7 separate regions of the Mus musculus genome follow, and all the other regions are linked to region 7. A link is a contact called in public ChIA-PET and promoter capture Hi-C data. All regions are on one chromosome and are shown on one strand. The core of a region is the stretch at or near the end of the contact, and the rest is flanking DNA. Distances in the headings are between cores, read along the strand shown. Region 1 holds the start of Phkg2 (phosphorylase kinase, gamma 2 (testis)). Region 2 holds the start of 1700008J07Rik (RIKEN cDNA 1700008J07 gene). Region 3 holds the start of Zfp688 (zinc finger protein 688). Region 4 holds the start of Zfp689 (zinc finger protein 689). Region 5 holds the start of E430018J23Rik (RIKEN cDNA E430018J23 gene). Region 6 holds the start of Prr14 (proline rich 14). Region 7 holds the start of Coro1a (coronin, actin binding protein 1A).

The links. Promoter capture Hi-C pulls out the DNA fragments that hold promoters and counts their contacts. ChIA-PET counts read pairs in DNA pulled down with a chosen protein or histone mark. Capture Hi-C pulls out chosen DNA fragments and counts their contacts.
Region 1: a promoter capture Hi-C map of liver shows a contact between it and region 7, with 3 times the contacts expected there. The contact joins the promoter of Phkg2 here to the promoter of Coro1a in region 7. A contact is called at or near these places in 3 of 39 promoter capture datasets (liver and pre-B cells), 3 of 115 datasets of contacts at active chromatin or transcription factors (double positive thymocytes, embryonic forebrain and memory CD8 T cells) and 1 of 9 other capture datasets (liver).
Region 2: a contact with region 7 is called in a promoter capture Hi-C map of neutrophils, with 4 times the contacts expected there. The contact joins the promoter of 1700008J07Rik here to the promoter of Coro1a in region 7. A contact is called at or near these places in 3 of 39 promoter capture datasets (liver, neutrophils and pre-B cells), 1 of 115 datasets of contacts at active chromatin or transcription factors (large pre-B cells) and 2 of 9 other capture datasets (liver and pancreatic islet).
Region 3: an RNA polymerase II ChIA-PET map of memory CD8 T cells shows a contact between it and region 7, with 9 read pairs. The contact joins the promoter of Zfp688 here to the promoter of Coro1a in region 7. A contact is called at or near these places in 2 of 115 datasets of contacts at active chromatin or transcription factors (large pre-B cells and memory CD8 T cells).
Region 4: a contact with region 7 is called in a promoter capture Hi-C map of liver, with 2.8 times the contacts expected there. The contact joins the promoter of Zfp689 here to the promoter of Coro1a in region 7. A contact is called at or near these places in 6 of 39 promoter capture datasets (the C10 cell line, hippocampal neurons, liver and 2 more), 1 of 115 datasets of contacts at active chromatin or transcription factors (pancreatic cancer cells) and 1 of 9 other capture datasets (liver).
Region 5: a contact with region 7 is called in a promoter capture Hi-C map of pre-B cells, with 2.7 times the contacts expected there. The contact joins the promoter of E430018J23Rik here to the promoter of Coro1a in region 7. A contact is called at or near these places in 5 of 39 promoter capture datasets (fetal liver, liver, neutrophils and 1 more), 1 of 115 datasets of contacts at active chromatin or transcription factors (memory CD8 T cells) and 1 of 9 other capture datasets (liver).
Region 6: an RNA polymerase II ChIA-PET map of memory CD8 T cells shows a contact between it and region 7, with 126 read pairs. The contact joins the promoter of Prr14 here to the promoter of Coro1a in region 7. A contact is called at or near these places in 3 of 39 promoter capture datasets (liver, neutrophils and pre-B cells), 3 of 484 Hi-C or Micro-C datasets (CD4 T cells and CD8 T cells), 5 of 115 datasets of contacts at active chromatin or transcription factors (bone marrow-derived dendritic cells, memory CD8 T cells, pancreatic cancer cells and 2 more) and 2 of 9 other capture datasets (adipose tissue and liver).

What each region holds. Positions count from the first base shown.
Region 1 is chr7:127,572,078-127,575,846 of GRCm38.p6, reverse strand. Phkg2 (phosphorylase kinase, gamma 2 (testis)) reads right to left here and starts at 2,499. Exons shown (of 10, transcript NM_026888.3): 1 at 2,391-2,499; 2 at 1,881-1,993. The coding sequence starts at 1,975.
Region 2 is chr7:127,511,429-127,514,932 of GRCm38.p6, reverse strand. 1700008J07Rik (RIKEN cDNA 1700008J07 gene) reads left to right here and starts at 2,064. Exons shown (of 1, transcript NR_024331.1): 1 at 2,064-3,504. It overlaps Srcap (Snf2-related CREBBP activator protein), which reads right to left and starts at 2,950. Exons shown (of 34, transcript NM_001304266.1): 1 at 2,595-2,950; 2 at 693-768.
Region 3 is chr7:127,420,763-127,424,385 of GRCm38.p6, reverse strand. Zfp688 (zinc finger protein 688) reads left to right here and starts at 2,352. Exons shown (of 3, transcript NM_026999.4): 1 at 2,352-2,577; 2 at 2,868-2,981. The coding sequence starts at 2,382.
Region 4 is chr7:127,447,594-127,451,116 of GRCm38.p6, reverse strand. Zfp689 (zinc finger protein 689) reads left to right here and starts at 1,959. Exons shown (of 3, transcript NM_175163.3): 1 at 1,959-2,463; 2 at 2,641-2,754. The coding sequence starts at 2,259. B130055M24Rik (a long non-coding RNA gene) reads right to left here and starts at 2,727. Exons shown (of 2, transcript XR_869949.3): 1 at 1,546-2,727.
Region 5 is chr7:127,391,258-127,395,196 of GRCm38.p6, reverse strand. E430018J23Rik (RIKEN cDNA E430018J23 gene) reads left to right here and starts at 1,576. Exons shown (of 3, transcript NM_198011.2): 1 at 1,576-1,944; 2 at 2,083-2,196; 3 at 2,682-3,939. The coding sequence starts at 1,761. The coding sequence ends at 3,769. It also overlaps a transcript of Zfp764 not described here.
Region 6 is chr7:127,469,815-127,473,673 of GRCm38.p6, reverse strand. It overlaps Prr14 (proline rich 14), which reads right to left and starts at 2,060. Exons shown (of 11, transcript NM_145589.2): 1 at 1,697-2,060; 2 at 1,408-1,576; 3 at 1-79. The coding sequence starts at 1,719.
Region 7 is chr7:126,703,560-126,707,174 of GRCm38.p6, reverse strand. Coro1a (coronin, actin binding protein 1A) reads left to right here and starts at 2,359. Exons shown (of 11, transcript NM_009898.3): 1 at 2,359-2,523.

The DNA of each region.
Region 1 (3,769 bases), core at 1,250-3,749, 870 kb before region 7:
GCACAGTGAGTCCCCTGCTGACCTGTGCTGAATTCTAGAGGCTTTAAATATCTACGTGCAATTGTCACTGTACACTGTCTTTGAGCCTTAATTTCTCACCAGAATCCTGGTTCTAAACTGCTTTCATGACATCTCCATGTGGTATCTAAATGTGCCTGGCCAAATCTAATGCCACACGCCTGCCTTTCTCAGGCCTCAGAAGCAGCTCCTGGCAACCTTCTAAAAGGGCATTCTTTCACTTTTCTTACTAGCTCACAGATGGCATCTCCCCACCGTCCTCTGTAGCTCTTCTAAGTGATCAGGAAATGGTGACATGACCCAGGAGCCTCAGCCCCGTCCCTTCTCTACACTGTCCCTGCTTAGTGCCCCTTTCTAAATGTTGACTCCTCCACATTTATGGTTGTTATCCAGACTCAAACCCACTTGAGAGCATTATCCATCCACGGGGTATCTCAAACTTAGTATTTCCAAAATAAAACTCCTGACTAGTTCACTCCATTCCCCAATCTAATCCTTCCTCAAGTCTTCATTTCAGTAAATGGTATTCAGGTGCTCAAATAAAGACCTTAAAAGTCCCCCTGTTTTCCCCTTCCTTATGACCGATATCCCCTCTCCTCTGAAGCCATCACTTGCACCTGCTTGCTTCTCTCCAGCTCTGCAATCGCCACGAGTCCAGGCGTCACCATCACCAGCCCTTCCCTATCTCTACATAAAGGCCAGAAAGAGCTTTTTAAATTTCTAAGTGTTTTAAGTGCCACCACAAGTGTCCTAACACAATTCCCCAACTCACACCAAATGCACAGCAGACTAGAAGGTGGGCTCTGCTTTTACCCTCGTTAACCCAAGCGCAGAGAGTAAGCGCCCTGCTCACAAGCACGCTCCACGTCATGGTACCGCTCTGAAAGCGTCCGCATCATGGCCTAAAGCCCCATTTTCCTCACTTCCTTTCTTGTCTTTCCCCACTCTGTCTATGGTCTAGCCACTGCCTTGAGCCCTGCACTAACTGCCCCCTCTAAATGAGAAGACACCCCCCCCCCCCAGCCTATTCTCACACTTTATGTCTCAGCTCAAGTCCTCGGAGCTGAGAATGTGGCTCTGTAGTAAAGCACTGTCTCTTAGGATGGGGCCCTGAGTTTAATCCCCAGCACCATGAACAACCAAACACCCCTCCCCCAACCCTCCTGTCATTTTCTTAGAAGTCTCCTAAAGCCCCTCCTCTGTGGAGACCCCGTTGATTGAATCCTACTGCCTACTTATTTTTTCCCCTAACGCTCCTTTCGACCTTTATCTTTTTTTCATTATGTAAAGATAGAAACATTTCCAAGACAGAAACTTCCTCAGGGTTCCTGTTCTGTCACTCCCTCACCCGGTGTTCTTGGTGCTTAACACAACATAACCAATACACTATGCTTCTGAAACTAAACCATAAAGCATCTGTGGTGGCGATCACAGTAGCAATCCCTGCTCCCCTCCCCGACAGGGTTTCTCTGTGTAGTCCTGGCTGTCCTTGAACTTCCTCTGTAAACCAGGCTGGTGTCAACTCAACAGAGATTCACCTGCCTCTGCTGGGATCAAAAGCATTCACCACCACCGCCCAGCTCCAAGCATCTTTTCTACAGACCCCTACTTCTCGAACTAGATACCTTTGAAATGCTCACGTGATGGGTATTTTCTACCTTCCCGTTGTCTGGACCACAAACAATTGTTGACAATATAGATGAATAGAGGAAAAAATGCGGGTTAACTCGGAATACTAGCCAAGTCACTAACTGTTTTCCACTGTCCACTTCCTAACTATCCAGTCTTCAGAAGGAAGCCTTATTTCCTGGCTGGGAGCTGACTACACTGGGCCGGTGTATGCTTCAGCTGTGAAGGCTCACCTGCCAATGATGTCCTTAGGGTCGTACTTCTGGTAAAACTCTTTGGCCGCAGCCCAGTCAGGGAGTTCATCCTCCGGCCCCACGTCCAACGTCATTCTGAGGGATGTGGGGGCCTGGGAGGAGGAAACGGAGGGCAGTGAGGGCAAGGAGGCCCACAGGTTCTGAGAGGATGCACATCGTGGCTCCCGGGGGCGCAGCACCTGCGGCTGGGGCGCCAGGGTCCTGGGGGTTGGGGGTGGGGTAGGGGAAGGATCAGGACCGGGGAGACCACAACGAAGGGCCTAGGGGGGAGGGAGGGAAGCAGGGCAGGGAAGAGGATAGGGAAGGGCGGGAGGGGGGAAAGGTGGCTCGGAAGAAGGGGGAAATGGCACAAGTGCGGGCGGCTGTTACCGCGCAAGCGCACTTGGCGTCCACTGGGAGGGGCGCGGGGGTCTCGAGCAGGATGACCCGTGCGAGCGGGGAGGGGGAAGGGAGGGTGGGGGGAGGGGGGTGAGGAGGGAACAGTCTAACCTGCGCAAAGACCCTCAGCTGCTTGGTTTATGTTTGTTCCTTTGCTTTAACCTGTAAGGCTCCCACAGCGACCTAAGGCACCGCCCCCATCATTGCAGCCAATGGCCCCTGCTGTTTGAGAACTAGGGATTAGAAACCCTCCGATTGGAAAATGGCAGTCCAATAGGAAGACGGGATTCCAGGGCGGACAAGGCCGTTGGCGCTAGAAGTCCCCAAAAGGTCTCCACCATGAGGAGGAGCCTGAAAAACAGCCAATCAACATGTAGCACTTGCTTTTCTCTCCTGGTGCTGCTGGTCTGTAAAGAGACACGGAAGTTAGGTTACCGGAAATGTGATGTCTCCGCACTACCTCACCGTGCCCTCGGACAAGGCCCTTTTAGTTTCCTTCTGGAATCCTCATTTATTATAGTAAGAGCCTGTTCCAAAATTCCTTTTTTTGTGGAAACCTGCGTGTAGACAAGTGTGGTCATGCACGCTTAATCCCAGCACTAGGAGGCGAGGCAGGCAGATGGATCTCTTGAGATGGAGGCCAGCATGGTCTACAAAGTGAGTTCCAGGACCGGCAGGGCTGTTTATACAGAGAAACTGTTTTGAGAAACACAACAAAACAAAATGCATATGCAGCTTGGCCGTTTGGTCCTGACTAGAGCTTTCAGGATAGTGTCCATCATCCTGGGGTCACAGACTCCTACCGTCTTGCTCCCAGACCCTCCTGCATTAAGTACACAAGGTTGTTAAGGTCCTGCCTAGAGTAATTCCAAAGCCAGACATATCCTAAAACCAAGGTTCTGGAGTAACAGCAAAGAAAAAAGCAAATCCTCAAGGTTACAGTCCAGCAAAAGAGAAATGATAATTTTTGTTTTTTTAGACGGTGTCTCACTATGTAGCCCTTGTTAGTCAGGGATTCGTTGTGTATCCCAGGCTGGGGTGGAACTCCAAAGATCAGTCAGTTTGAGTGCTGGGATTTAAGGCTCAGGACGCCTAGATTACAGCATGATTTTCTAACAGCTTTTTCTATAAGGAAACCAAGTAATTTAGTGTTTTTGCTTTCTGTCACTGTAGAGCCTTTCCTCATCAAGCTTAACTTTAACAACTTGCAAAAATAGTTTTGAACTTTCCTAAGTAGGTTTGTTGTTGGTACACAGGGGATAATTATTCTGAAATTAGTCAAAATAATGTATTCATATAATTAGGAACCGAAGAGTCTTCCTATGAGAATATGAAATCTGGAACTAGAGGAAGAACTACAGGTAAAATTTGGGCAATGGTGAAAAACAGATTAAAAAATAATTTTATATTTTCCAGTATTGATTTCTAAAAGGACCCCCAAAACAGAAGCTAGTATAAAGTCTAAATGCTGATTTCTCTTGGTTGCAAAC
Region 2 (3,504 bases), core at 815-3,314, 810 kb before region 7:
ATCTGGTAGGATAGCTGACCAGTACCCTCAGAGTCTGAGACTTCATGCCTGAACCACATAGAATTGAGTGTCACGGTGGTACACTGGAGGCAAGAGGATCACAACTACTTAAGAGTATTCTCAGCTATACAGATTGAGGCCAGTTAAATTATGTGAGATTGTCTTTAAAAAGAAAAGAAAGAAAAGAAGGAAGAAAAGATAATAGTAGGAGAACTTAAATCCACATTGCCATGTTTCAGAACATTGAAGAAGCCAGGATGGTGGTATAGGTCTTTCTTCTTAGCACTGGGAGGCAGAGACAGAAATCTCTGAGTTCAAGGCCAGCCTGATCTACAAGTCAAATTTTAGAACACAAAGGGTTACAAAGAGAAACTCTGTCTCGAGAAAACAATGACAACAACAAAAAAAAAAAAAAAAGAGAGAGAAAAAAATGAAAACAAAACAAATAAGCAAAACCAAACTAAACAACAACAACAAAAAAAAAAAACATAGAAAAACCTAATACTCTTAGTGCTCTCCCTAGTAGTGCCTGGGTAACACCTTCCCTTATTCAGCCTCAGTTTGGTTGTACTATCACCAAACCCTACATAGAAAACACATGCAGTAATCATTCACAACCTATTCTCTCATCATGTCATACAGTTTCTCCCATTAACATCAGCACACAAAATTTTATCTGAAGGTGAGCTCACCTGTGTGAGCAGAGACCACACCCCCTGTGAGAGTCTGCACTTCCACGGTGCCGTGCTGTACTGAAGGAAATCACACCTAAAACAGGAGAAGCAGCAGCAGTGAGGACACGACCCACATGTGTCAATCCATACTCATCTAAGGTTACGTACACCAGCTTTATTGGACTTTAAAATACATCCGAAGTCACTTCACAGAACAGTAACAGGGAAAGCTCATGCTTCAGAAAGTCATACAGTAAACTAGGCAAGGCTGTAGTAAATTGGGCAAGGCTCAGCCTTGGGGGTGGGGGTGGAGAAATGCTTCAGGGATTTAAGAGTATTCATTGCTCCTGCAGAGGTCCTGGGTTTTGTCCCAAGCACCTATATAGCAGCTCACAATAGCTCCAGCTCCAGTGGCCCAGATTATTCTTCTGGCCTGTCTGGACACCAAGCATGGATGTGGTGTATATACATGTTGTGGCAACAAAGCACAAAGTGTTTTGTACGGAGAATCTCACAGGGTTGTACATTCTGGCTGGGTAAGAGCAGAGAAGAAGACAACAAAACGTTTTAAAAGCTAAAAGTACTTAAAGCTCTGACAGACAACTGAAGGACAGAAACTTCTCATCTAGAAGTTAACAACGCCTCCTGGATGCCTGACAGCTTCCTTGTCTTTTCAATGAGGACTTAACAGAAATGAGGGCGGAGTTCCCCAAAACAAAAAGCAAATAGTTATAAAGTAAAGGAGGGCTATTTGAATACAGAAAGAGCGAGGTGGAACGGCCAAAGAACTTTAAAGAAAACGCTTTTCGTTTTTGGAGACAGGGTTTCTCTGTGTAGCCCTGGCTGTCCTGGAACTCACTTTGTAGACCAGGCTGTCCTCAAACTCAGAAATCTGCCTGCCTCTGCCTCCCAAGTGCTGGGACTAAAGGCGTGCGCCACCAACCGCCCGGCAAGAAAGAGCTTTATAAGCAGACTTAAGTGAGGAAGGCGCCAAGGAGCCCTAACAGCCGGAAACAAGCAGGGTTAATAAAGTATTCAAGATCCGGAAGCATTTGCCTAGTTAATTCCTTATCTAGGTGTTGTGCTGCCTTGATTCACCCTTCAGAAATTCCAAGGATTGGAGGTAATCCAAAACCATGAGGCCCCAACTATGGACTCCAGCCTTCTTTATGACCTCCCAATACCCCCCCACCCCCCCCGCAGTGGACTGACCCAGCATGACCCTTGACCTCTGCCAAGTTTTGACTCCTCAGACGGCGGCCCCGCCCCCTCGCGGTCGCCCACCCCACCCAACGTGCTCGACCGGCTGGGGGAGGCGCCGGCGCGTGCGCGGCCCGGAGGCGGGGTGAGCCGGCGGCGCGCACGGCCAGATTGGGGAGGGGAGGAGGGGGGGATTCCCGCCAGAACCCGATCCCATAGACCGGGTCACAGGACTCAGATGTCCGCGTCCGTCGGCGCCCCCACATCCACAGACCGCAAAGAGCTCGGGAAGGAAGGGTTCGTGCGCCAAGTCTCGGGCTCCTAAATGGCTTATGGTGGGCGCGCGCCCGGACTACTCGTCCCGTGCACCCCTTTCCCTCGTCCGCGCCCCCGAGGGGAGGCAGGTTGGTGGGCGGGCAGAAGCGCACCTGGGTCCGTCCTCTCGAGGGCTGCTCGTTCGCGCACGCGTGCGCAGAAGGGCAGGAGGGGGGCGAGGCGCCGCTCTGACACCAGGTGCCGCTCGGCCCGACGCCCTCCCCCCCACCCCCGGCTCCGGGAGCGCGCGCAGGCAACCTCGCTCGCCAGCCCCGGGGCCCCGCCGGGCGGTGCGCGCGCAGCACCCCGGGAAGGTGGGAAGCGGCGCTCGCAGATGCGCGCGCAGGCACCCGTCAGGGGAGGGGAAAGTGTGGGGCCTCCGCCATCTTGTCTCCCTCTCCTTACCTGCGTCCTCGGGGGCGTGCTCACCACCCCCCCTCCCGCCGAGGAGGGGGGAGGGCCCCCTCTTGGTCGCCGCCTTCACCACTTTAAATTCCCCTAAGGGCCGTAACACGAGCCACCCCGATGCTCCCACCGCTTCCAGTCACGCCGCGAAGAGGTGCTTGGTGAGTTGAAGAAAAAGGAGACGCTACTCCCAGCGACCCCGCCGCCGCCTCCGCTGCTCCCGAGGCCTCACCAAAATGGCCGCCGCCGTCTCGGCCGCCACCGCCACTAGCACCACCACTACCACCACCACCAAGGCTCGTTATCGCTACCGCCAGAGCGGCCCGTCTTCTCGCGATACACAGTAACTGGAGGCTGAAGGGGCGGGTAGGCTCGCGTGCTAGCGTAGGACTGTGCGGCGCAAAGCAAGGTGGGAGTTGTAGTTCGCTCCGAGGCTCCATGCTGGCCCAGCACGCTTCAATAGGTCTGAAACTCGTGCTGCATTGCAGCTGCCCACTGGGACCACCCTTTGGATTTCGGAGTTTTTGTTCTTACATATCACCCAGTGAAATGAAACAAATGAGTAGAAGAGCTTAGACCTACTGATTCCTACAGCAGTTACTTTTTGTTTTTGAAAGGTGAGGTCTAACAATGTAGCCTTGGCTGACATGGACTCGCTATGTAGATCAAGCTAACCTTAAACTTACAAAGTTGCTCCTGCGTCTGCCTGGAATGAACGTATGCACCACCACTACCAGCTGCGGTTGACTTTGTAACACCGGTTTTCCCAAGAACTCTCAAATACAAGTACCATAGGTTTGCAGTCTTTTACATTTAAGAACTATTTTGAGAGGTTGAGAACATAGCTCAGTGATTAAGAATATTGGCTGCTTCCACTTTGAGAGGACATTCTATCTCCACACTAAAGAAG
Region 3 (3,623 bases), core at 1,103-3,602, 720 kb before region 7:
CAACTCTGAGACTAATAATTTATTAATAAATGCCTTGGCCATAGCTTTGGCTCATATTAATTAACCCATTCAAACTATTCTGTGTCTTCCATATGCTTAGTTACCTCTTCTCAGCTTCATGCACCAAGTCCAGGGTAAATGTCCTCTTTATTCTAACCTGAGTTCAGCCACATGGCTGGTTTATGGCTGTCTCCTCAGCGTTCCTAGGCAAATCTCTCACAGCTCTTGCTAGTACCCAGAATCCTCTCTCTTCCTGCTAGTGTCCCACCTCCTATTCCCTTCCTCAGCTCATTGGCCATTGGCTTTTTTATCGACAGGTGATGCTTATAAGAGATTCTCTCTTCAGAGTAGGGGTAGAGAAGAGATTGAGTGGAGTGAAGGTAAATTGGGCTAGCAGAGTGAGAAGACAGTTGGTGACAGATGAGCCAGGAGAAGCTGTGTGAAGTCACATAGAGAAGATATTGTAAGGAGACAGAAGAACCCATAAAGAACTCACACAAAGCAATGAATAAAGAGAACAAAGAAAAAACCCATCTATATCTATAGATAGATATAGATATGCTACATATATGCTAAAACTCAATTTATTTATTTTTTTCTAAAAAATGGGGTTAAATTAATATATTTTCTTTCTGACCCAGCCTCATTCTGTAACCCAGACTGGCCTACAACTCTTCCCACCTGGGTCTTCTGAGTGCTGGGCTTACACAAGCCCTCCACTGCTGGCTCCACCTACATATTAATAAACTTGGCAAAAAATTACAATGCAATTTAAAACTTTCTCTCATTCCAGTTCCAACCTCAAAATCCGTCAAAGCTGTGGCTGACCCCTCCTTCTCCCTCCACCCTACGGCTGCTGTAAAATGATCCGACAGGAGCTGTCAAAATGGTGGCTCATGTCAGAAAGGCCACACCTCTCTACCTTCTCAGCCTGCAGCCTTCATGGAAGCTGTCCACGGTGGCACATCTCTTTTCCCATCTCAGCAGGAGTTGTCCCACAGGAGCGGTGGGTGACACCTTTCCTGCCTCAGCCTACAGCCTTGGTGAATTGAACACCACTGCAGGAGCTGTCCACCCCCTCTCTAGCCTCCCCACACAGCTCCACAGAGATGCTACCTCAATCAAAGCCATCTGTAGCCATGGGCCCAATGCAGGAAAAGGGGGTGGTGGAAAAAAGCCACCAATCCCTGAGTAGGAAAAACAACAACAACAACAACAACAACAAAACCCCACTTCTCTCTGAGCATGAAAACCCACCAACACTTGAACAGGGAAAAACAAAACAAAACAAAACAAAACAAAAAAAAACACCAAGCCCTGAGCTCCCCAAGATCAGGATTTGAAATCCCACCAATCTTTACTCTCTGCCCTGAAAAGCTCTACCCCCTAAGAAGTCCTATATAAGGTCTGCCCTCTGTTCACTTCCCTATTGTCTGCTCCAAGGAGCAGAGGGCAGCTTTCTCTGGATTCATCCCTCCACACATTGGACCCTCCAGCTTGTGGTTCCTGAGCCCCCATGTCTCAGAATACCCTTCCCTTAGGAGACTGTCCCACCTCTGGGCTGTGTGGTTCCTGGGCTTCCACGTCCCAGAATATGCTTTCATCCGAGCAGAAACACACTAAGCACACCCCTTAGCCTGTAACTTAAATATACAGACTAAGCGAGCAGAACCACCGGTTCAAGTATTCTGTCAACTTCTCTGAAGACACGAACTGAGTTTCTGAAATGCAATACTCAGGCTTTGCCAGGTTCTAGAGGCTAACCATCAGATTCCAGTTACATCAGCAGGACGCACACTGGGAGACTGGGGAGACACTATCTCAGGCACCAGGGATGCCCAGGTCCTCAGAACAGTTTCAGATGTCCCGCCATTCCGAAGCCAATTGCAACACTGCTGCTCCTTGCCGTTACAGCCAATCATCAGCCGTTGTAATTGCGCACAGAGGTCCATGAGGCAGCAGGTAGCGGGTATTTTTTGAAGGTCTCTCTTTCCTACACATAGAAACGAACACCAACATTCCTGAAGCGGTCATTGTATTTAAGGGCAAATGGGGCGCCGCGGGCAGTGGAAGTCCGAAGTTTGTTAAGCTGCAGAAAGGGCACCTCAGTGCCGTCAATGACAACTGAAGCTAGGCGGTCTCCATGTTTTCTGAAGACATCTTTCGGTTCCCTTCACACCTTCGTGTCTTTGTGTGAGCAGCTGTGGAGTAAACACTATTGCTCTGCATTCCCTTGCGGCCAGTAAGGCTGCCGCGTTCGTTCCGCACGCGTTGCTAGCAACTGTGACCAAGGGGCGTGCCAAGGGCGTGGTTTCCCGCGGTTGCGGAGGCCGGAAGCGGAAGGCTAGGGCAGCCAAGCCGCTGCCTGGGCAGGATCCCCGATGGCGCCACCCCCGGCCTCACTGCTGGTTCCGATGCCTGGGGAGATCTGGCCCGGTTTCAGGAAGCCTGAGCTTGTGAGCTTCGCGGACGTGGCCGTGTACTTCTCCCCGCAGGAGTGGGGGTGTCTGCGGCCCGCGCAGAGAACCCTGTATCGGGAGGTGATGCGCGAGACCTACGGCCTCCTGGGCGCGCTCGGTGAGGCCCCGAGTCAGAGCCCCGCCCCCATCCTCCTGGGGGTTCACCGGGGAGTTGCAGTAGACCGATCAAGTGGATTATGAGCCCTCATCCCGCACTTTTCCACCAGCAGCATCAGTCACCTTCCATTCTCAGGGCTTCCTCGGGAGTCTCCATTCAGGCAAGAGCATCGCAAACCCTGTCCAGGTTAATGTGTGCATAAGTTCCGAGGAGGTGCCCTCACCCTAGTGGGATGCTATCTGCCCCGGCCAGCCTCTCAGGCCAGCACTGTGACCCCTGTTCTCTCTCAGGGTTCCCGGGCCCCAAACCAGCCCTCATCTCTTGGATGGAACAGGGGAGTGAGGCTTGGAGCCCCGCCGCCCAGGATCCTGAGGAGGGGGAAAGCCTGGGAGGAGCTCCGAGAGGTGAGGGATTGTCCCAAGTCCTCCTGAAACCTTGTTTGTCCGGGGGTTTCTTCTCTAGTAAACCTTTCTTTCAGATTCCCCATTCCAGCATCCCTACAGATTAGAGCCTACATGTTCAGATACTAAAGAAAAGAAAGCCTATCTACTCCAGAGTTTTGGAAATTCAGGAGAGCTGTCCTATTAAAAACAGTAGGGGGGCTGGAGAGATGGCCCATGAGTCAAGAGCACCTACTGTTCTTCCTAAGTACCAGCGTTCAATTCCCAGCACCCACACGGCAGCTTACAGCTGTCTGTAACTCCAGTTCCAGGGGACCTGACACCCTCACACAGAACCAAATGTAGGCAAAACACCAATGTATATAAAAACAAATAAATACATCTTAAAAAAAAAAACAGAGTAGGAGAATCTAGAACTCAAAGAATGTTTATGTTTCCAGATGTTTGTTAAAATAACACTCATTTCCCCTTTTTAAAACTAACTAAGGCTGGTCATTGTGGCACACACCTTTAATCTCAGTACCCCGGGGGGACAGAGGCAGGGGGATTTGAGGCCAATTGAGACAACATACTGTGAGACCTTGTCTCAGCTCACCACCCCTACCCTCCAAAAATCCCTAAAATGCCCCTAAAAATAGAACTTGT
Region 4 (3,523 bases), core at 710-3,209, 740 kb before region 7:
AGGCTAGCCTGGACAACATGAGGCCCTATCTGAAAAAGAAGAGGAGGCAATTATTGTTTTCATTAATAAGTAGTTTTTCTACTTCTCTCTAGGACTGATATTGCTTGTCCTAGTCTGGGTTTATGGTGAAGTGATCCCTTAGGCAGTCTGTGAAATCAAAGTGTGTTAACATTTAAGGTTGCATTTCTGGGTGCTGGCAGTCACTGAGCATGAACCATGGACTGAATCTTTTAAAAAATATTTACTTCATGAATATGGGTGTTTTGTGTGACTGTATATCTGTGTACCACATGTGTACCTGCTGCTGCTGGAAGACACAGTGGCAGATTTCTTGGAATACAGTTACAGATGATTGTTAGCCACCATGTGAGTGCTAGAAACAGAATCTGGGTCCTCTGTAAGAACAAGTGCTCTTTTTTCTTATTTATTTATTTTATGTAAGTACACTGTAGCTGTTTTCAGACACACCAGAAGAGGGCATCTGATCTCATCACAGATGGTTGTGAGCCACCATATGGTTGCTGGGATTTGAACTCAGGACCTTTGGAAGAGCAATCAGTGCTCATAACTGCTGAGTCATCTCTCCAGCCCCAGAACAAGTGCTCTTAACCACTGAGCCACTTCTCCAGCTGGGGAGAAATTAGTCTTAAAGCGTTTTGCCCAACATAAGAGTTGCTAGAGCCACAAAGAAGACATTCCATGTTTGGATTTCATTCCTATGTCTAGTAACAGATTTTGAGGAAGCTGATCCAGATTTGTGGGGGTTTTATTGTTCATTTGTTTTTTGAGGCAGGCTGGTTTTGAGATAGCCCCGGATAGCCTGGAACTCACTTTGTAGACCAGGATGTCCTCAAACTCAAGAGATCTACCTGCCTTTTCCTCCCAAGTGCTGGGAATTAATGGTGCGTGCCACTGCACCCGGCTGTCTTATGATTTTTGTTGTAGTTCTCTATGGAGGGGGGAGTCCAGGACTCTAGACATAAAGTTTCAGACACCATCTACTCGAATAGTCCAGGTGCTTGGCTGGCTCTCAGCAGCGAAGGCACAGCCTCTCTGTGTGGCCTCTAGATGTGCGAATCCTATTTACCCTCTGTGCAGTCTTCCTTACCTGATAATTATTCAGAAAGGAGCAATAGGTTCGGCTTCATACCCAGTCCTGGGTATCTATTTTAAAAATACTTTTATAGAACTTTGGGCCCCATGCATGCTAGGCAAATGCCTGCCACTGGGCTATACACTCTTCATTTAAAAACAGGGTCTATGTTGCCCATGCACTCCTGACACACGTTGACACAGCTGCACTATTTCGGAAAGCAACGGTACAGGGGTGATTTCCCTGCTTCATTATAAATGAAAGGATCAACTAGCCATCTGTCTTTTGTTCCCCCTGGTAGCCTAAATGTGCATTCCACTGTACAAAGAAAGGGTAAGCCCAAAGCTATTGGTCTCACCTCTAAACAAGCGAACTTCCTTGGTACTCAGGTAGGCCATTCACTTCTATAGACTACTTAGGAGCTGCCCAAGGTACAAGACCAGTCAACTTACCATTCTAGTCATTCAATTTTACCAGACGCGCCTTTTGTGCACCAGATCCTTACCACCGCTCCCTTCTCATCTAGTACTTTTCAGAATTCCTGGCTGTGACACCTTTATGATCGTAGGATGTAGCTGTTCAAAAATCCATGTTGTCACTGTGTGACTTTCCCTTTGGAAGACCTGTAGAAACGTCTTCTCCAAGTAGGGCAAACAAGCGTTGGAGAACACAAGAAAAGCCTCCCATTCATAAGACTTCTCACAACCGGCTTAGAGACACAGGATCCACCTTCTTGCCCTTAAGAATCCGTTGGCTTCATTCAAATGGGCCGCCTTCATTGATGACCAATCAGAACGCCCGATCTTCAGCTACCAACCAATAAACGAATGCAATAGATAGGAGGAAAGTAGGCAAGAAGCCATCTCGCAGCGCCATTACACTTTAGGGCAAGGAGGTTAAGAAGTCGGCATGGCGTTCGGGTCAATAAAATCGATAGCTGGAACCTGCCTGTGTTCTAGGCAGCGGTGGTGCAGGAGCAGCGCCGCCATCTTCCCCGAAGGCATCTTCCGGTGCCTCTCACCCAAGTTCCAGCGGGAGTTCCCTGAATAACGGTCTGTGTCGGGCCGCCCGGCCCCTCAGGCAGCCGATTCAGATTTCCTCCGGGCCTTCCCGACGGAGCTTCTAGGTCTCCGGGTCCCCGTGGCAAGGCCGGGGAGCAGGTCCGATGGCGCCACCTTCGGCTCCGCTTCTCCTGCGGGCAGTCGGAGAGGCTGGACCTACTCGGAAAAGGGGCAGGAGGCCAAGGGCCTTGAAGTTCGTGGACGTGGCCGTGTACTTCTCCTCGGAGGAGTGGGGGTGTCTGCAGCCCGCTCAGAGGACTCTGTACCGGGATGTGATGCGCGAGACCTACGGCCTCCTGGGCGCGCTCGGTGAGGCCCGGCCCAATCTGCTTACGCGGGGCCTAAGGGATGATGGAGCTTGAGGGCGGGGTAGAGTGGGGGCAGGGAGCCTAGGGTCCTGACCTGCGATCGGCTTGTTAGGGGTTGGCGTTTATTTTTTAGCATCCTTTCTTCGGGCCAGCTCTCTGACTGGTTCTCCTTCCCCAGGATGCGCAGGTCCCAAACCAGCTCTCATCTCCTGGTTGGAACGAAATACCGATGACTGGGAACCAGCAGCCCTAGATCCGCAGGAGTACCGGAGATGGGTAACATTCCAGAGAAGTGAGTGAAAAATACCCACGAAAACCATACTGCCTTCCTGAGTAATGCCCTAAACTGTCGACCCAATCTAAATTTGTCGTCTGATGAGAGTTAACCAGGTTGCTTGTACTGTGGGCATACGAACTACAAACGGTACTTCATTGACATAAGTGAATTACTGAGCTTTGAAAAAGATAACTACTGCTTTCCAGGATCCGGGACTTAGCTTCCATTGAACTTCTCCAATTCCCATCGGTCCTGGGAAGACTAGAAAGAGTCCTTAACCACTGAGACATCTCTCTCTAGCCCCTGGTTCACTCTTGACTTTAAAAAAGAAAAAGCCCCATTGATTGGAATGTTCATCTAGGCTTGTGAACTACTGGATGAAATACAGTCCAAGGTTTTTTTGTTTTTTTTTTTTACAACTCTCTCAAAGTGCTCCTAGACCAACAGCTGCATATTTGGGAGTTGTCTTGGTCAGAGGTTTCTATGCTGTGATAAACACCATGAACAAAAGTGGCTTGGGGAGAAGAGGGTTTATTTCATTGATATTTTCATGTAAACATCCATCATCAAAGCAGGGCAGGGCAGGAACATCAAGGCAGGAACTGAAGCAGAAAGCCACAAGGAAGGCTGCCTCCTGCTTGCTCTCCTACTTTCTTACACACTCAGGAACATCTGCCTAGGGATAGCACCACCCACAGTGGGCTGGGCCCTCCCATGTCAACCTTAATCAATCACTAATTAAGAAAATGTACCACGCTGGGCATGGTGGCACACACCTTTAATC
Region 5 (3,939 bases), core at 327-2,826, 690 kb before region 7:
ATAGCCCCTTGTCCTGAAGTCTGGCTGAAGCGCCTCCCCAGTGAGAAAGAAAGAAATTTAGCAAATTAACATTTGCTGTGAATGATGCTGAGTACAGATAAGATTCCTTTCTTTTTTTTCTTTCTTTTTTCCTTTTTTTTTTTTTTTTTTGTTTGTTTTTTCGAGACAGGCTTTCTAGGTAGCCCTAGCTGTCCTGGAACTCATTCTGTAGACCAGGCTGGCCTCAAACTCTGAAATCCGCCTGCCTCTGCCTCCCAAGTGCTGGGATTAAAGGCGTGTGCCACCACTGCCCAGCCAAGATTCCTTTCATAGGTAGGTATTTTATATTAAAATAGCAATGAACCAGACTGAAAACCTGGATGTATATGACCGTGAGTAGGGCCTCATTCCTCTCTTGGATATTTCATGGGAATCTCACAATCTTCCCAGAAACTTTAATTCCTTCCTGGAAGTGAAGGGGAAAAAAAATCCAGATGGGCAGATGTAGAGTTTTAGAAGATTAGGTCGTGAATGTTCCGAGTGTCCTGGCTGATCAAAGACCAGCTCTATGATCTCAGACATGTGTCAAGGACAGTATTTCTCAACTACTTTGAGATGTGTAGACCAAGCTGGTGGAAACAACCTCTGAGACTGCTATACTTTCTAGCTTATTAATATTCTTCCTGCCACAGGCTTTCTGGGGCTCCACAATACACTGACCAGAAGAAAAACACCAAACACCTGTTAATTCCTGAGTCCAGCCATTGCTGGACCTCCATCTTGCTGACAGGGTTCAGGATCCCAGGCTGGAACTAACAACTATCCTGTGACTTTAGGTGTTTCATGTTTGTTATCCAGTAAAGGCTGTAAAGAGGGATGTTGCTGTTATTTGCTGTCTAAACTAAGGCACACAAGTCATAAATGTGCAGATTGCCCACTCCATTGTTCCCTTATCATTCTAAATTCCAGACCAGTCCAGGATGCGACCTGGCTGCAAAAGCTAAATCAAGGAACCTGAAACAAAGTGACGCTGATGAGGTCCAGTCACCAAAGTTAACTTCCTTGCTTAACCCATTGTGTGAAAGACTGACTAACGCAACAGTGCACCCAAGTCCCCCTTGCTTTGTGTTTTCATCCTATGAAAACGTTATATAAGCTCTGTTCCGGGATGCTGTTCAGCTCCCAAATTGGCCACTACATACGCGTGCACAGAAATAAAGCTTTCATTTTTAAACTTCTATCTCTGAAATGAGTTTTCTCAGATTCTACCCCAACCCAAAATTCACAGACTGCTTCCACCTAGCTTAACTTGAGAGTGGTGTGAACACACAGAATCTGTACCATTCCTCAACTGCACGATACTCGCGGTCCTGGAGTCCCCGCCCACATAGGCACGTCCACTTCAGTCTTGGTCTTAGATTGGCACTTGTAGACACTTTGGCCATTTTGGATGAGGGCTAGAAAACAATGACCCAGGAAATCCGGTGACGTAACCTTGGGCGGGACCCCAGGGATCAAGGTTCTTGTTACTCCCCGCCCCGCCCCGCCCCGCCCCGCCCCCACACGTTTATGCACAAATACTGCTACCATTTCTATGAGTTCATCACCACGTCTTGCATCTGTACCTGCTTCTAGGAATCTTCAATTTTCACCTACATTAGGGTGCTCACGGACCTGATATATGTCCTTTCTCAGCCCTGGTACCCCACCGCGGCAACCTAGGATCTGGCAGGCGATCCAGGGGACGCCAGGCAGATCACGGAACAGTGCGGGGAGTCCCCATGGCGCCGCGGATGGCCCCGGAAAGGGCCTCCGCTTGGCCTGCATTCCTTAAGCCTGGGACTGTGAGCTTCGCGGACGTGGCCGTGTACTTCTCCCCGGAGGAGTGGAGGTGTCTGCGGCCGGCGCAGAGAACCCTGTACCGAGAGGTGATGCGCGAGACCTATGGTCTCCTGGCCTCTCTGGGTGAGAACCTTCCTGGCCGCCTGGGTTCGCGTAGCCCTTGACACTGTGGGTCATGCGGTGGATCGGAGTTCCCTGGGTACGGGTGGTCGTAACAAGTGGGTCGACCTGACTCGTGGGGTTTGCTATCTTTCCCTCCAGAAGTCGGGGGCGACAAACCAGCGCTCATCTGCTGGGTGGAGGAAGAGTCCGAAGTGTGGGGACCCGGTGCCCAGGAGCCAGAGGTGGCCATGTGCAGGACAGAAGTCCACTCAGGTGAAGGACTGGGTACTTGCCTGGGGAAACTTCTGTGTTGCCAGCCTGTGTGGTGTCTTCTAGTGACTGCACTTACTGCCTGGCAGTTTCTTCCCTGTTTTTCTGTTTCTTGGCCAAAGCCATGATGGCTGGCCCCTGGATTCATCTGAAAAGGGTTCTGTCCAGTGCTCTCACCTCATATCTACAGGGTCACTAGGCTGTATAGGTTGTAGCCCCTCGTTCCCACTCCTCTGCTGCCATCTCTGTGACTGCGTTCTGGAGTCTCCTTCAGTTCTTGCTGTCCACCTCTGACAAGTGCTTAGCTCACTGCACTTGGGAATGGGGACCACACAGACACCTTTCTTTATGCTGCATCTGGACATCTGTGCACCACGCATGCTCAGATGCTGTGGCCTCTCCCCTCCTGTGCCCTGTTTCCATGTGGGGCTGTGGGAATCGAGGGGCAGTAGAGTCAGAGTCTGAGCTTTGTCATGGTCTCCCAGCAGATTGCAGGCACGAGAAGGAAGGGAAGAGACCAAGGGAAGAGACCAAGGCAACCAAGAAGATACTTTCTCCAGAAGCTGGGCCTATGGAGCCACGCCCCTCCTTTGCTTCCCCTTCTTGCAACTTGGAGCTGCTTTTCAAGAACTCTCAGCAGGGGCACCCCACTGTTGCGGTGCACAACCCTATCCTAAAAGCAGACCAGCGTCATGGGTGCCATGTGTGTGGGAAGAGTTTTGCCCACCAGTCCAAACTGGTGGAGCACCTGTACACTCACACAGGTGAAAAGCCATTTCAGTGCCCAGACTGCGACAAGTATTTCGGCCGGGCTTCTTCCCTGAGCATGCATCGAGCCATACACCGAGGGGAACGGCCGCATCAGTGTCCTGACTGTGGGAAGAGTTTTACCCAGCGGTCCACATTGGTGGCGCACATGTACACTCACACAGGCGAAAAGCCGTTCCATTGCCCTGACTGCAACAAATCTTTCAGCCGGCCTTCTTCCCTGAGCTCTCACCGGGCCATACACAGAGGGGAACGGCCTCATTGTTGCTCTGACTGTGGCCGAGCTTTCACGCATCGCTCTGGCCTCATTGCCCATCTCCGTGTCCACACTGGGGAGAAGCCTTACTGTTGTGCTGATTGTGGACGCTGCTTCAGCCAGAGCTCTGGGCTCCGTGAGCACCAGCGGGTGGTACACAGCGGTGTGACCCCCTTCACTTGCACTCACTGCGGCAGAGCCTTTGCCCGGGCCGCATATCTTCAGTGTCACATGCGCACCCACACGGGTGAAAAGCCTTATTCATGCCCTGACTGTGGACGCTGCTTTCGACAGAGCTCTGACATGGCAGCCCACAGGCGGACCCACAGTGGTGAACGACCCTACCCCTGCCCTCAGTGTGGCAGACGCTTTCCCACGAAGTCAGCTGTGACAAAGCACCAGTGGGTCCATAGACCAGGAGCTAAAGGCCATAAGGACAAAAAATTCAGTCAGTTATCTATATCCCTAGACCCTAGCCAAGAGGACCCGGATCCACCTGTGGGCTTCCAACATTATCCAGAGATATTCCAGGAGTGTGGGGGATGGTCTTAAAGGCACCAACATAGAGGGTGAAATATGTACATTGTTTGAGGCCCAGAGGGTTGAACCTATGGCATCTTCCTGAAGTCACAGACATTCTAGGTACTGCTGGTCTGAGCACCGGGTACAGTCTTCTAGGAGGTTTCCAGATGCATCTGCACACACTCCGGATGTACCGTCGT
Region 6 (3,859 bases), core at 811-3,310, 770 kb before region 7:
GTGACTGTGTGCAGACAGGATCCTGATGATGGTTGTGAGTCAGTGGGCTGGGAGTGTCCTCTTTGTGTGTCAGGGGGACCTACAAGAGGAAGGGCTGTAAGATGCAAGCAAAACTGGGTTTATGCCTATAATCCCAGCATTTGTGAGGCTAACACAGAAGACTGCTCAGAGTTCCAGGCCAGCCTGGTCTAAAAGGTGAGACGCTGTCTCAGTAAGACAAAACAAAACCCAGAGAAATAGAGTGACTGGACAGGGTCTTCTGTGTCTCACTGTGTCCTTAGCCACAGAGGTGAAAGAGATTTTCAGCTGGACTCCACGAAAATCCCTAAAAGAGGTGATTTGGTCTAAATTAGGGGTGAGATATTATTAGTCAGGAACTACAGGCGTGAAATGATGTAATCTCTTCTTCTTACCCAGGTTCTAGAGAAATAGAAAAATGGTAAAAGACAGTACCATTTTTCTCATGTCTGCCTTGTGGCCAAAGACACTACCAGCATGCTTCCGAACAAGAGAACAGAGAAGTGACAATTTTGGATTTTTGGGTTTTTTTTTTCTTTCTTTCTTTTTTTGGGTTTTTTTTTTGGGGGGGGGTTGTTTGTTTGTTTTCTGAGACAGGGATTCTCTGTGTAGCTCTGGCTGTCCTGGAACTCACTCTGTAGACCAGGCTGGCCTCGAACTCAGAGATCTGCCTGCCTCTGCCTCCCAAGTGCTGGGATTAAAGGCTTGCACCACCACTGCCCGGCTTTGGTTTCTTTTTTAAAAAGCACGAAAATATCATGTTTTTGTTTTACTCCCAGGTGTGGGATATGGGACTGCTTTAGATTGTCCATAGCAACTTACTAAGATTTGCCTCCAGCAGGGGCATAATTTTGCCAGCTACAGACAGGTTCTGCAATTGTATGACTTTTGGAATTCTGGGGACTTTTCATGTTAAGGCCCCCAAGGAATGGGTTGGTTATTGATTGGATGTTTGTTATTATTCACAAGAAGAAAGTAGATATCCTGATGGCGAAGATCAAACCTGCCCCAAGGAACTCGACACCCCTAATCAGCAGAAAGTAGCCTACCATCGCCCCATTCCCTCCCTTGCCTTTATTCGGAGATCTCTTTCCTCTCTATTCTTTTTCTTTCTTAACTAGTGTTAGGGGGTTGGGAGGATGGAAGAACCCACCAAGTAGCAAAGGATAGCGATAACAGGGCAGTCAGAAGAGTTTTTCATACTTAGTAGGATGTGGTTGGGTGAGTGGGTGACTGGACAGGCACATGAATTACCCAAAACCATATGGTCTTGCATTATGGAGGCTGCTTTGAAGGCTGGCTTAGTGGAACTGGTCTGACTTTAGTACTAAGCCAGGGCGGGGATGGAGGATAGGGAAGAGGGAGTGGTCTTTCACTTAAAGGGCTCACCCTGTTTGTAGTCATGACATCTTCCAACACCACGGCAAGGACCCTCCGAGAGGCCTTTTCTAGGGATGAAGGGGTCCCCAAAGGCTGCAGCCTCGGTCTTTTCGGGCTCCTGGCTTCCCATGATGCTCGAGATAGAGGCTGACGGCACAGGCTTGGCTGTGTAAAAGGGCTGGAGGGTGAAAGTAGAAGACAGTTGCCTGAACCTGTTGTTGCCTCTGTTGTAGTCGGGTGCAGCCGTCAGCATCCCCGTCTCCCGAGCTCAAGTCAGGCGGGCGGGGTACGCTCTCACCTGGAGTTCCCAGGCAAGTCCATGGGGGAAGCGGCGGTTCCGGGGAGTCCCTGGGGTATCCCAGGCTGAGGCCTGGGGTAAATTGGGGAGCGGGGGAGTGGGGAATGAGGGCCAGTTCCTCCCCCGGGACTCCGCCCTTCATAGTCCGCCTGCGGCTCCCGGTAGGGCACAGGCCCTTCCTCCAAAGGGCGCCCCCGGCCGGCCTCTCGGAGCCGGGTCTTCCCGCTGCAGCCGCCTTGATCACTCGGGCCCTGCCTGGCACCTGCCGCGAGACTGGATTGCGGAGGTTACAGCTCTCCCACCGCTCGAGCCTCCTGGGACCTTTGTCCCTGTTAGATGCCTCCCTGAGGTTCTCTGGGATCCGGTGGGATCCCGGTCCCGAGAGGCTTCCGTTTCCGCTAGATTCCTCTGTGGTCCTCGCCCCACCAAGCAAGAGCTCCAAAAGAATTACTCCACTTAGTAACAGCCCTCCCTCCTACCAGATCGCCTAAATTGGATCTCTGTGGAAAGAATCCTACTGCGCGGTTCTTCCAATCAGAAGCCGCGCAACTTGCCTCCTCCCACTGAGAGCTTCAGCTTAACGAAGTTCCCCTTGGGGGAGGCCTAAACTCATCACTGAACTCAGTCCGGATTCTGGGTTATAAACTGTCAAACCAACCGGTAGACCATTCACTCCAATCCCAGAAGGTCCAGCCCACCGGTAACATCCCACCCCAAGCCCCCGCCCTACTTGGATCCCCGCCCCGCGTTCTCGGGCGCCCCGGACCAGTTGGCTCAAACGTTTTCTTCTCCCCCCGCCTCCCGGCCCTCTCTCCAGCCCGGTCCCCCCCACTCCCACCCCTCCCCTACGCCTCTCACCGCAGCTTTCCAAGGATCCGGGTTTCAAACAGCTCCCACCTCCGGCTTCTTTAAAGCCTGCCTTATGCAGCGCTGTCCAACCGTCAGAGGCCTTCTTCTGTGTGTCTTAAGCACCGCCCAATTGCCGGTTCCGGTCTTCCGGGGTTAGGAGAAACTGCGTGAAATCTCCTGCCCGCCATAATACGTAGGGGCAAAGAAGCTCAATTGTGCCTGCACCGCCATTTTAATTGAGGGCAGTCTGATTTTAGCACTAGTCGACCGAAAAGCGTCATTTTTCAAAGGCTGGTCAGCGACCAACTACTATATCACGTTTCTTGTTATATTTGGACAAGTGTAGGAAAGCTAAAGTTTCTCCACCTAACGTAATTTTTCTTGTTCTTAACGCCGGTGAATATCGATTAAATGTTAAGGATTTGGGAATTTCCCATTTTCTTAGGTTTAAGTTCCTTAGGATTGAAGTTCCGGAAGTCGGGACGGCGGGACGGAAAACCTGAAGATCCCAAGTTAAAGAGTAGGCCTGATGTGGCCTCTAGCTTCCAATTCAGTTTCTGGAGAGACCAGGAACAGCCTAAGTGGGGAGAAGGCTGGGTGCGGTGAGCTTCATTCACTAGCATTTCTCTCTCTCCTCCCCCCCCCCCCTCCTTTCTTCCTAGGTAGTGTCTGCAGGCCACTCAGAAGGCGACTAATATAACCAACCTGGGGTTGCTTGGTGGAGCCGGTTCATTGTCCTTCCTGTTCTGGGCTGGCAGAAGTAACTCTTGGAAGAGGAGCCTGTCCTCTGCAGGGTGTCAGGTAGTCTTTTGGAATAAGAGATAAGCAGTCGATCCTAATGCTGGAGAGCCTGCTCCAAAGGACCTTTTGTTAGGAGCTGGACTACTGGTGGGGAAGAAGTGGTCATTTACTGGCATCTTGCACTATGAATGCGCCTTTACCACCTAACCAAAGCTCCTAACTCCCCAAGAATTAGCTGTTCTGTGTCTCAGTGTGTGTGTTGGTATGTGGAGGTCAGAAACCATTGTTAGGTGTCTTCCTCAATTGATCTTTTTGTTTTTGTTTGGTTTTGGAGACAGGGTTTCTCTGTGTAGCCCTGGCTGTCCTGGAACTAACTCTGTAGACCAGGCTGGCCTCAAACTCAGAAATCCACCTGCCTCTGCCTCCCAAGTGCTGGGACCAAAGGCATGCACCACCACTGCCTAGCTTGATTGATCTTTTTAAAGAAAAAAAAAATTACTTTTAAAAAAAGTATGTTTTTCAGATCTTTGTGAGCGTGAGGCCAGCCTGGTCTACAGACTTAGTTCCAGAATA
Region 7 (3,615 bases), core at 1,110-3,609:
AGAGATCCGCCTGCCTCCACCTCCCAAGTGCTGGGATTAAAGGCGTGTGCCACCACCTCACGATTTAGATTTTTTTTTTTTTTTCCTGAGACAGGGTTTCTCTGTGTAGTCCTGGCTGTCCTGGAACTCACTCTGTAGACCAGGCTGGCCTCGAACTCAGAAATCCACCTGCCTCTGCCTCCCAAGTGCTGGGATTAAAGGCGTGCACCACCACTGCCCGGCCACGGTTTAGATTTTTAAGTTTTATTTTATGTCTGTGGTAGTTTGAATAACGATGGCCCCCAGAGGGGCTCATACGTTTGGATGCTTGGATCACAGTTGGTGGAGTGCTTGAGATTAATGTGGGGTCTTATTGGACATTGGAGGAAATGTGCCACTGAGAGTGGGTTTTGATGTCTCAAAAGTCCACACCAGGCCCAGTCTCTGTCTCTGTCTCTCTCTGTCTCTCTCTCTCTCTCTCTCTCTCTCTCTCTCTCTCTCTCCATGACTGTGGATCAGAATGTAGAGCTCTCATCTACTGTTCCAGGACTATGCCTTTCTGGCTCCCCCCTCCCCCGCCCCCCAAGGTGATCATGGACTAACTAACCCTCTAAAACCGTAAGCAAGCTCCTAGTTGAATTCTTTCTTTTATAAGACTTGTCTTGGTCATGGTGTCTCTTCACAGCAATAGAACAGTAACTAAGGAAATGTGTGTGGTTGTTTTACATGCCTGTATGTATGTGCATCACATGCATGCCTACAGATGGTTTGTAAACCACCATGTGGGTGCTAGGAATGAAATAAATCCTGGTTCTCTGCAAGAACAGTGAGCGCTCTTCACCACTGAGCTGTCTCTCTAGCCCGGCACCTAGCTTATGTGATGCTGGAGGCCATGCCTTTATGCATGCTATGAGGTGTTCTGCCAGCTGAACTCCATTCTCAGCCCCATTACTGTTATCACTTTAGCTGGAGACTCTAGAGTCGCTGGCTACAGTCACAGAGCCTCAGGCACTATCCAACCCTGTACTGAGTAACTGCAGAACACTTCAGACTACACCTTACGCACCGCACCGTTAGCTGTGAGGTGGGCAGGACTTCTTGTTTCTCTCCTACAGAAACTGAGGTTCAGGGAGGTGGGGCCTCTTGGCCAAGATCACACGGCTAATCAGTACAACTGGAGCCCCTTCTGTTCTTTCGAACTACTTCTACCTTAAAGAAGAGTTTCTTCTGACTGGGTCTTGCTATGTAGCCCAGGCTGGCCTCCTGCCTCAGCTTCCTGACTACAGATGACTGTCAGCACACCTGTGTCCTTGAGCTTTGCTGACACTGCGCCTCAGCCCCCTACCCTTCTCCAGAGCCACTTGTGGTGTTTCCTCTTCCTCCCAGGATAGCCCAAAGCTTTGGTAAATGGCAATAATGAAAAGAACCAACATCTTTTGGGTTTTTGAAACAGGGTCTCACTATGTAGCCTTGGTCTGGAGCTTACATGTGGACCAGGCTGGCCTTGGTTTCACTGACCCTTCTGCCTCTGCCTCCGTAGTAATGGATTTACAGGTGTGGGCCACCATATCTGACTGTAAGACCCCAACACTAATTAATACCTGCCACTCTGTAGATGCAAATCCAGCTATCCTTGGAGTGACCATCTCCATACGAAGGCAGGTAAGACTGTTATAGACAGGAAACTGGGGCTGAGATTAAATTAACCTGCCCAAGGTCACTCAAATGAGTGACAGCCAGGAGTCACAACAATGGTTCCAGCAAAGGCCTTTCTTCCTCTGCCCTTGCTACCGTGACAACCCACTCCCCTCAAGGGACAGGAATGGACCACAGCCCAGCTGTGTGTGATATCAGACTTCTGTGTGTACTCAGTGGCTTTTAAACTGTGTCAGACGGACTCCCGACTCCCTCTTCTCATGGCCCGAGAGCTCTCTAGAGGGGGAGCACTACTCATTTGCCTCCATAGCCCCAGCACAGAACAGGTGCTCCATAATGCCCAGTTATTTTACTTCTTCCGGGCCTCAATGCCACGAAGCAGAGGACAAGGGTGTCCCCGCTGAAGCCCTAAATCCCTAGAAAGGAGAAATGACCCCCCCAAGGCCTCCCAGAAATCCATTTGGGGTAACGACAGGAGAGGTCCCTCCTGTAGCAGAGAAGGCTCTCAAGCTGGTTGAAGCCGTTCTAAAGCTTTCTCCGGTGCCAGGGAAAGGACCTCGAGGAGGCAGCGGGCGGCTGGGGGAGGGATGAAGGAACGGGATATTTTTGCGTTCTGACATTAAAAGAAGAGTTGATTCGCGTCAGCATCTGTTCGGGGGTTGGAGCTGACAGCATGGGGAGCGGTCCCAGTCTTGCAGCCCTGGAGCGAAGGGCCGGGCCTCCATGAGCTCCGCCCAAAGGGGCGCTACCACCCGGAGGAGGCCGGCGCACGGCCGCTGCTCATTCATTGTCTTGACAGAGCATCCTCGGTGGCCAGCCTGCAGCTCCTCCATCCTTCTCTCCTTCCTCCTCTACTTGGGAGGGGTCACGCTCAGCTCTCCGCAGCAGGTGAGGCTGGGCGCCGGGGGAGGGCTGGTCACAAGGGCCAGGCAACGCTGCCATGGGCCACCTGTGGGGCCAGCGCCAGTGTGGGGGCAGGACTGTGGGACTGTGGGGGCGGGCGAGCTGTCAGAGCCACCAGGCTGGGGACAGAGAGCCGGTTTGTGAGCCCCGCCAGGAGGATCGAGGACGAGGGAGTTCGAAGGGGCAAGTAGGTCCCAGAGTGCTCCAAGGTGAGGGCTAAGGACCATCGTGACCAAGATGGAGGTGGGCTCCTGGGAGCGGCCGTAGCTGGGCTCAGAACCTATGCCCCGGGGAGGGAGCTTCTGAAGGTGGGGGATGCAGGGTGGGGTGAGCCAAGTAGCTGCCCTGAGCTTTGAGACAGGAAGGGGTTGAGTGCAAAACAAGACTAAGTTCCCCTTTCCGTGGTTTCCGGGCTTGGTACCTGGGTGGGGGAGGAGGCCGGGTGGGGCACATCTTCCGCCCCTACCTTGGATTGGGCTTTCCTTCTCCCAAATCCAGACTGCTCACTGGGGTCTTGTGTCCCCTTCCTGTCTTGGAGACTTCACTCAGGCACTTCACCTGCTTTTATTTTTAATAGACCTGGGAGCCTCCTTGGTGATACCGGGGTGTGCGAGGACTGGAGTCCCAGCACGAAGGGGCTGAGTCCCCCATTAAGGCAGAGCAGATGGGTGAGGCTGGGGAGGTGGATAGAGGCTCTGGGCAGGATGCCTTCCACAGCGCAGCCGAGGTTCCTTTACTGAGCAGGAAGGAGGAGGGATTGGGCACAGGATAGAGGCAGCCCCTGGGCTTCACTAGCTGGCTGCCTAGCCACAGTGGGTAACCATCTTAGCGGACCTCAGGGAAGTCAGGGTGGGCCTCTCCTGAGTGTAGTTTAACGGAAGCAGAAATGGCTCAGAAGAACATCTGCTTTTTTTCTGAGCGGAGGTTAGGAGCAGAGGTCTGGGGAGATGCTGGGACCCAAGCCATTGCTGCTTCTTGTAGCCAGAAACCTGGGGAAGCCATCCTGCTACTGCATCCCTTCCTAGGCAAGCTGGCTTGCATCCCTCTGTGTGCCATCCCTGAGCTGGAAGGCCAGGG